Linked DNA regions of Xenopus laevis: region 1 is linked to region 2. A link is a contact called in public Hi-C data. All regions are on one chromosome and are shown on one strand. Each heading gives the region's core, a stretch centred on a gene start, on an enhancer-like site or on the middle of the called end of the contact. The rest is flanking DNA. Distances are from core to core; before and after follow the strand shown. Region 1 overlaps dbnl.L (drebrin like L homeolog). Region 2 holds the start of pold2.L (polymerase (DNA directed), delta 2, accessory subunit L homeolog).

What was found. A called contact is a pair of places that touch in the nucleus more often than the background predicts.
Region 1: a Hi-C map of the XL177 cell line shows a contact between it and region 2, with 4 times the contacts expected there. The contact joins the enhancer-like site here to the promoter of pold2.L in region 2. A contact is called at or near these places in 2 of 4 Hi-C or Micro-C datasets (the XL177 cell line and the XTC cell line).

The regions. Positions count from the first base shown.
Region 1 is chr3L:134,667,783-134,672,454 of Xenopus_laevis_v10.1, reverse strand. It overlaps dbnl.L (drebrin like L homeolog), which reads left to right. Exons shown (of 13, transcript NM_001086645.1): 13 at 1-1,462. The coding sequence ends at 112. Among protein-coding and RNA genes, the nearest start is that of dbnl.L, 22 kb to the left of the region's middle. Within about 2 kb of position 2,989, at least 1 of the 7 cell types and tissues checked has an H3K27ac peak or open chromatin away from gene starts, as enhancers often do.
Region 2 is chr3L:134,589,160-134,593,661 of Xenopus_laevis_v10.1, reverse strand. pold2.L (polymerase (DNA directed), delta 2, accessory subunit L homeolog) reads right to left here and starts at 2,799. Exons shown (of 11, transcript NM_001086632.1): 1 at 2,719-2,799; 2 at 457-685. The coding sequence starts at 676.

The DNA of each region.
Region 1 (4,672 bases), core at 1,740-4,239, 79 kb before region 2:
AGATGACTTAATAACACAAATTCAGTTTATTGACGAAGGCTGGTGGCGCGGTTTTAGCCCCGCTGGTCACTTTGGAATGTTTCCAGCCAATTATGTCGAGCTACTCGAGTGAGTCCACTGGTGATGAGCACAAGCAATATGGTGGGGAGGGGCTGCAAACGAGAGGTTCTTGTTGCACTAAAACGGTTCTAACACCATAGGCTACAACCACAGGAAAAGCACTTCATGTCTTCACTATCCCAAATGCTTCCCATTAATTTACAAACTCGTGCTCTCTAATACAAGCCACGTGTAGGTATATTATATATATACTATTCTGGGCTTAGTTTAGCTCTAGGGATCTTGCTAAATTCTATTCTTGGTGCTGTGAGAAAGCATTCCTTGATATATGCAGGCAGTTCAGTGTCATTTCCATAGGACTCTGCATTTCCTATTGCTGTGGACCAAAGGGTTCATTAGTCACACCTAGGGTTGCCACTTGGCCTGTAAAAATTATGGTTGATCCTAATGTTATTAATAGGGAAAAGGTGGCAACCCTAGTCACAGCCCAACTTCTCTTTTTGTTCAACCCCATCAGAGTGCAAGCCCCAAGGGCTCCATGCTTGCTTAGTCCCAGCCCAGGCTATGTTACTAGGCCTCTCTGCATAACAGCTACTACCCCTTTGGCTGTTGGCTTCGGAATTTTGACCACCATCTGGTTTAGTGGTTGGTTTAGAGCTGCCCAAGGATTTATTGCTTGTCTAATCACCCAGCCAAAAGCTTTTTTTCCACCAAGGATTCCAATTTGGCAAATCCTAAAGTTCATGGTCAAAGCAGATGTCAACCCAGAAGCCACATAACAAACAATGAGCAGGTAACATTTACTGGTTTATTGTTTATAAGCAAACATCTGGTTGATAGACCTGGGATGAACGTTTGATAACATTATCTCCATATACTCTGCCAGATATGGAACCAGGATGTTTTGTGAACAGAGCCAATCATTGGAATAGAAATTGGGGTTTTATAAGACCGGCAGGTCCTGGCTAAATGTATCTTTACTTGGTTATCATTCCATGAGCTTCTCTTATGAGTGGCAATCTGATATTTTGTTGGGACGATTCTGTGTGTTTCTTTTTCCATTTATCCTCACTTGTTCTCCTGTGCCCGCACCGACCTGCCAGTAAAAGGCAAATTTTGCTTTCCCTACAAACATCCCTGTGTACCCCCAGCAGGATATAACCCCCCTTGCCTGTGCTCCCCTGAATGTGAAATGTGGTGGCCGGTCCATAGAGACCACGCCTCTCCTGTGACTATTAAATGCTGTTTTGGAATCTCTGGGCTTGTAAGATCATGCTAAAGATGATACATAATTCTGTGTCCTGTGAAATTACATAATCATGCTGAAACGTATTTTTTGGCTTATGTTTGTTTTTGTTTTTTTAATCATTAAAATTTGAAATAAAAGACTTTGTAATACGGACTTTATTTTCTTATTTTCGTACAAAAATGGTGAACATTAATAGGTTACTAACCCGTAAGATGGGGCCACAACTCCCTCTATGGCGATGAGAAATTATTGCAGCAACAAGGGTACAATGATAATGGCAGATTAGTAGCCTGTCTATAATTTGTAAAGGCAAGGAACACTATACAAATAAAATAATTGAAAATATAATATAAACCTGGTGCTTCTCTTCTCTGAAAAACACACTGGACTGTGGTTTCTTCTATGTGAGAGTCATTTCGCTAACTTTGATCGGTCTTCCAGGAGTTCCTTGCAATTAGGGATGTACCGAATCAATTTTTTAGATACAGAATACCTAACGGAATCCTAATTTGCATATGCAAATTATGGGTGGGAAGGGGAAACATGTTTTACGTCCTTGTTTTGTGACAAAAACTCATGCGATTTACCTCTCTGCCCCTAATTTGCATATGCTGCTGAAAAAGGCCGAATCCTGGATTCGGTGCATCCCTACTTGCAATAGAGTTCTGCAGTGTGTTGGGTACACGCAAAATACCTGCAAATCTCCCAGAATATGGGTGGAAAAGCCCAGATGTTCTCACTGTGCGGGTGGCCCACAGGTGTACAATGGAGGGAACCGAGGAGGTTGCAGTCAGCTGTAAAACTTAAAAACAAAAAAGACTCAAGCTCCTCAGCGATCTTCCTAATGTGTGATATCACTTCTGGTTCCTGAGCCAGCCTGCCCTGAAATTTTGTGGGCACTTCTGGTTTGCAGAGACCTTCAGCAGGGTGAGAGGCGGGTTTGGGAGAGCAGGTTGGGGTAAGGGAAGATATCACAGCTAGTGCAGGTACATGGGTTGGGTGTGGGTCTACAAAAACCGACCTGTGCAGGACTCTACCTTGCAATTCTCCAAGCAGGCCCGGACTGGTAATCCAGGGCCAGAACTAGGGGTAGGCAGAAGAGGGACATGCCTAGGGCGCAAAGGTAGAAGGGCGCCAGGCACTTACCTCTTCCGATGCCTTCCCCTAGTTCCAGAAGCAGTAGTAGCAGTTTTCCGCTCCCCTGCGCATGCGCACTTGTGCACCCCTGACGCATGCGCACGCGCTTCCTTGGCGCATGCGCACTTGCACCTCCCCGGCGTATGCGCAATTGCGCGTTGCGTCCTCGGCGCATGCGCAAACGGTGGGGGGGCGGAGTAGGCGCTGGGTTGCCTAGGGCAGCCGGCCTTCTTGGCCCGGCACTGTGGTAATCTGTGGGTTCTGGGAAATGCCAGAGGAGCTGCTGTAAATTGCCATAGTCCCTCACTATTAAATGTGTACTTGAAATGCCAGTGACTATTCTGAATCCCAGTCCAGACCTGGCTCCAAGACCAGTGCATGTACAGTAGAATTGCTGGATATCCTGTATTATGCGCAGGGCCACCATTAGAAATCACGCCATTAGAAGGAGCACAAGGGATTGCAGTCTGTACACAGTGTCCCATCAGCTGGAATTCCACAGACAGAAGGAGCAATCTGAATTAAGCACCTCAGGCAGAGAATGAATGGCACAGTTGGGTGTTCTTGGTAGAGCTCTCTCTGTACAGCAGGGCTGTCCAACTAAAGGCCTGTGTGTCAGATGTGACCCTTCAATGTCTTTTTATGGCCCCCTATCTGTGGGCTCGATGGACTGCTTATTGGGCCCTACATAGAAAGAGTTGCACAGGGCTGCTGTAGAGGGTTTGCGACAAGCTGCTTTAGTTAACAAACTCAAAACCTAGAATGTGCACTTACGGGTTTAACTCACCAGACCTACAAGAACATTGTTCTACTCCCTGCACAGCACTTGCATGGTGGCACAGGCTTTTCTCTTCCCTATACAGTGCCTTGCGCAAGAAATCTGCCTCTTCATCTATTCCTGACTACTTATACAGTACAGCATATTTCAAGGGAACTATTGCAAAAATGAAAACTTAATATAAGCTTCAGCATAGAAAACTTTGTAAATACAATCAATTAAATATTCTGCATCAAGTTTATCTTCACTATCCCTCTCACAGCATCTGTTTCTCTTCATTCTGTCTTCATGCAGCAGTTGGGTGTCTGAAATTCATTGGCAGTTAGAGCCAAACAAAATAACTGCATTTTGCACAAATTCTGCATGTAGAGAGACAGGTGATTTTAATAGAGTGAGCTCTTATACATATTCTAGGCAAAAGGAGCCCTCCTATAAGATATATTGGATCTAACTGTCAATGAATATCTGACACCCAATTGCTGCACAAAGAGTGAATGAAGAGAAACAGATGCTGAGAGAGAAATAATGAAAATGAACTTGATTATTTCAGAAACAATACAGATTTTTTTAATAGATTGTATTTAGAAAGTTTCTTATTTTTTAGTTTCAATGAGTAGAAATAAAAATACAGAAAACCACAATTTCGGGTGTAGGATTTAGCAGCAAATTGGTGGAATTCATCAGTGGTCTGAATACGTCAGCAAGGCACTGTGGGATCTAGCAATCTCTTAATAAAAAGAAATATTTCACAGAAATATGCTTGTAACAAATAGACGAATGAGCATGGGGACAGGACGACAACTGTTCTATTTTGGGGGGGTCCTGCAGGGCCGTCATCAGAGGAGGACAGTTGTCCTGGGCCTGGTGGATTTCTAGTTTTAAGGGGGCCCAGGAAAGGAGCCAAAGCAGCCACCAACATGGTGACCTAAGGGGCGGCTGTTGTCAAGAAGAAGAAGACCACCTGCCAAGCTTTAAAGGTAAGTTCCACTGAACACCAATGGTCTTTTTTTAAACCCCTGGATACCAATGTATGTGTGTGTGTTTTTGTTTTTATTTTTTTTTAACAGGGGGCCCTGAACACCAATGTTTTTTTTTTAATGGGGCTCTGACCATAATTTTTTTTTTTTTTTTAACTTGTGGGGGTGCTGGCCACCAATGGGATTTTTTCTTAAACTTTAATGGGGGGCACTGACTAACTTGTAGAGGGGGCCCTGGCCCGCCAATGTTTCTTTTTAAAGTAGTTTTGGGGGGGGGGGGGTCAGCAGTGTTTCTGAGGCAAGAGCCACTTAAATCAGGTTCTTCAATGCCCCCCCTCGATGCACGGGGCCGCAACACTAGTGCAGAGAGAACAATTACGCTCTCTCGCACTATGAAAGCCAAATGTGTCTCTTAAAGGTACCAGGAGCCGTCCCTGGTAACCTGCTCGCTGCTTCCGTCTGAGGCAAGTT
Region 2 (4,502 bases), core at 1,550-4,049:
AGTGAGCTCGAATCTGCTAGAAAAGGAAGCCCCCTATAAGATATATTGGATTGTTCATCTGACACACAACTGCTGCATGAAAACAGAATGAAGAGAAACAGATGCTGAGAGAGGAAGTGAATATAAACTTGATTATTTCAGAAACAATTCAGAATTTTTAATCGATTATATTTAGAAAGTTTCTTATTTAAGTAAGGGGAAGCTTATATTAAACTTTCATTTTCGCAATAGTTCCCCTTAGAAAACAAACATCTGATTGGTTGCTATAGGTTTCTTTCCAGGGAACAAAATACTTCACCTGCTTCATGTTCCTGAGGAGTGTGTGCGATTATGATGACTAATCGGTTCAATGCAGTTTGGCTTTCCACACTTGTCTAAATTATATACCGCAATTTCATAAGATAGTTGCTTTTTTAAGAGAGTTTCTTGAATATATGAATTCAGCAATATACTTACCCCATCGCTGCTTTGCGCTCTTTATCAAATGCGGGCGCATTTGTTCCAGGCGAGTGGCATATATGTGTGCATACTGCCGAGTAAAGGTGCGTTCTCCCAATCGGAATATGCTTGAGCAGTTGGAGTACTGTGTGTTGGACACTCGTGTAAATGTGGACTGGACCTCAGAAGGGGCTGTAAGAAGGCCAGGCCCCCCAGAAATAGCTAGATCTGTAAACATTATTTCAACCTGGGAGAAAAGGAAAGAGGATTAAGATTTTTTAAAAAAATACCATTTTATACGATAAAGCATGAATGTTTTCTTAATGCAAGTATTAAGTATTATTCCACATCAACTGTCTAAAAGTGACCATACACGGGCTAATGAAGACTGCCTACTTCACCCCTCCAGACTTATTGCCCCGTGTTTGGGGAACTCCCAACATATGACATCTGCATATAACAGGTGCAGTCCACAAATACAGAGTTCCATATTCTCCCATGTTTGGTAAAAAAAAGTCAGATGACAAGCTTTATATCAATGGCAGGCTTCCGATCAATGCATACAATTTACTGTGTCCCTTAAAAGGAGCGTTTACCTTAAAATTAGTATGCTGTAGAGGGTGATATTCTGAGACAATTTGCAATTGGTTTTGGCATTATTTGGAGTTATTTCGTTTTTTATTCAGCAGCTCTCCGGTTGCTATGGTCCAATTTACCCCAGCAACAGTACACTGATTTGGAATATGAAAGAGGGAGAGATATAAGAGAGGGCCTGAATAAAAAGAAGAGTAAGCAATAACAATAAATGTGTAGCCTTACAGAGCATTTATTTTTTAGATGGAGTTATTGACCACTGATCGAAACCTGGAAAGAGTCAGAAGAAAAAGGCTAATAATTAAAAAACTATATAAAAAAAAAGAAAAACTTAAGTCCAATTGAAAAGTCCAGGTCTGGACTGAGAATCAAAACAGGCCCTGGCATTTCAGGTACACAGAGGCCCAAACAGCCACCACCAGTCCATTAAACAGTGAGTGTCTATTAGGGATGCAACGAATCCACTATTTTGGATTCGGCCGAACCGCCTTCGTGAAAGATTCAGCCGAATACCGAACTGAATCCTAATTTGCATATGCAAAAATAATATGAAAAAGGCCGAATCCTGGACCGAATTCTGTGCATCCCTAGTGTCTATGGCACCTTATAGCAACCCCTCTGGCATTTGCCAGAACCCACAGATTGCCAGTCCGGGCCTGGAAAAGTCGCTGAGAATTAGCCATTTTATGATTACTAAAAGTGAAGGGTGAGCAGCGACCCACCCCAATAATTTCAGCAGTAACACCGTGTGGGTTTCATCCCTTGCTGATGTCCTGCCATCTTCATGGAGTTCTTTGTCACACCCTGAGCACATGCAACTGGTCAGGTAGTTTGCTGGCACGTCACTACAGCTTTCAATGAAGCCACCTGTGATGGTGGAAGCAAACAACAATGCACCCCAAAAAGTGCATAATCAGGTCAGGACTGGGAGTCAGAATAGGCCCTGACATACCAAGTACACAGAGGGCCAATTTAAGGCTTTTTAGCAGCTCTCCAGTTTGAAATGTCAGCAATCTGGTTGCTAGGGTGCAAAGGGCCAATTTAAGGCTTTTTAGCAGCTCTCCAGTTTGAAATGTCAGCAATCTGGTTGCTAGGGTGCAAAGTACCCTAGCAACCATGCCTGGATTTGAATAAGAGACAGGAATATGAACAGGAGAGGCCTGAATAGAAAGTTGAGCAATAAAAAGTAGCAATAACAATAAATGTTGCCTTACAGAAAGTTTGTTTTTAAGATGGGGTCAGTGACCCCCATTTCAGAGCTGGAAAGTGGCAGTAAAAGCAGGGAAATAATTAAAAAGCCATTCTATAACATACTACAAGTTGACTTAAAGGTAAACCGGCCCTTTACATAGGCCACACCTGTATTTTGAGCCTGGCAGATGAATTCCTGGGCACAATCAGTTATGGGTCAGGCAGCATTGAGCAGCATTGAGCAGCATTGAGCAGCATTGAGCAGCATTGAGCAGCATTGAGCAGCATTGAGCAGCATTGAGCAGCATTGAGCAGCATTGAGCAGCATTGAGCAGCATTGAGCCCCACTGACAGTGAGGAGAGGCAGAGACATTGAGTGCTCAGTACTACAATGCAGTAGTGCGGACATTACTATTAGCAGCTGCCGCAAGCCGGGGCCTCCCGCACACGTCTCTGTACAACCCATTATATTAATGACATCTCGCCGCCATTTACCTGACACCTACATAACACAGCCCGCACTTCGGATCCCTGTTTAAATTTCCACCTCCTCAGCTCCCGCCGGCGCGCTCTCTCAATTTCCTCACAAGTCTCGCGAGATGAGACTGAGACGTCACCACCTCGCAGTGTATAAGAACAGAGACGCTACAGGTCGGCGCACGCATATTACGCAGATCGAGGCGCTTATGGTGATGCAGCTTGAACTGCTACTGGAACGCGCTGGATACAGCGGGCCGCGGCCATTCGCTCACAACTAGTTTTCTTGTTTTGGATCAAAACAGACAATAAAAATCATTTAATTTTATTTGTGGTGGTTGGGACTGGGAGCAATACCCAGGTCCGAGTCCCAAGTTACCCTGTAATTGCTTTCGCTTCTCGCTACAACTCCTCCTGGCACAATTGCAGCAATTTCGTTGCTAGGGTCTAAATGACCCTGGCAACCATGCACTGATTTGATTTAGAATCCGAAATATGAATAAGAGAGGGCCTGAAGCCTTACAGAGCATTTGACTATTAGTGGGAAATTCACTAAAGGGCGAAGTGACTGTTAGTGAAAATTCGACTAATGTTAGTGAAAATTCGCCAGTGTGACGTCATTTAATCACCGAATTTACTAACGGGCACAGGCGTAAATTCGCTAGCGAAGGAGATAGACTCTAGCGGTACTTTGCACTCTTAACCCCAGATGAATTTTCGCTTTGGCGAATGGACGTAACTATGCAAATTCACTAAGATGCGGATTTTACTGAACATTACCTCTTGCGCCAGACTTGCCTTCGCCACCTCAGACCAGGCGAAGTACAATAGAGTACATAGGACTTCCTCAAAAAAAATAGTTGAAAAATTTCAAAGTCCCAAAAACGCTGGCGACTTTTCAGTTTTTCAGGGTAATAGGCTGCAAAAGATCGTACATTTTTTTAGGGTACCCGGCTTCCCCCCTACATTTCCTAACATATGGCACATAAACTATACACTGGGCTCATGTATAGGGCAATATAACAATTCTATTTATTTTATTAAGGTTCCCTGGGCTTGTGTAGTGTAATGTATTTGCTGCAACATATACGTCCATTGGAAATTTAACTTCCCACCATATGCAAATAAGCCAACGCTAGCGCAACTTTGCTTGCTGAATAAACGATAGGGAAACTTCCGTATTTCCCCACAACCATATGGGACTTAACCTCTATATGCAAATACACAATACAAGATATCCAGGACCATACAGATTATATTAAAAAGCAATATTTATTGTCACCATGCCAAATATCTAAAATCATTTAAAATAAGCAGCGCTGCTTAGGGGGTGGGGATCCCATTTATCCTATTTTGCATATGTTATACAATACAGCACAATGTAAGAAACTGCGTGCACGCTATAGATCAAGACCTCCAATGTATGTGGATTGCAACCAACTGGATAAATCCGTAATTGAGTGTTCATAGGATGAGGAGAGCGACAGTCTTCGCGGCTGTAGTATAGGTAACCATTAAAGTGCTCAATTTGATGGTAGAAAAAGTACTTGTTGGAATCAGTTGTGGGATATCTGATTTAAAACGGCATGTGAGGGCGAAGCCGGTGTGGGGTTAATTCTTTAGTGCCCAGAATGATGCAGTCTTAAATGGTATAAATGTAGGCACTAGAAGAGGGAATATCCTCTATACATATCCAATGGACATTCAGATCCCGGTACTCTGGTGGTATGGCAATCGCTATATGATGGTATTTATCCCACCACTCCGCAGCACGCCACTGTTCAAGATAGAGAAATTACTGA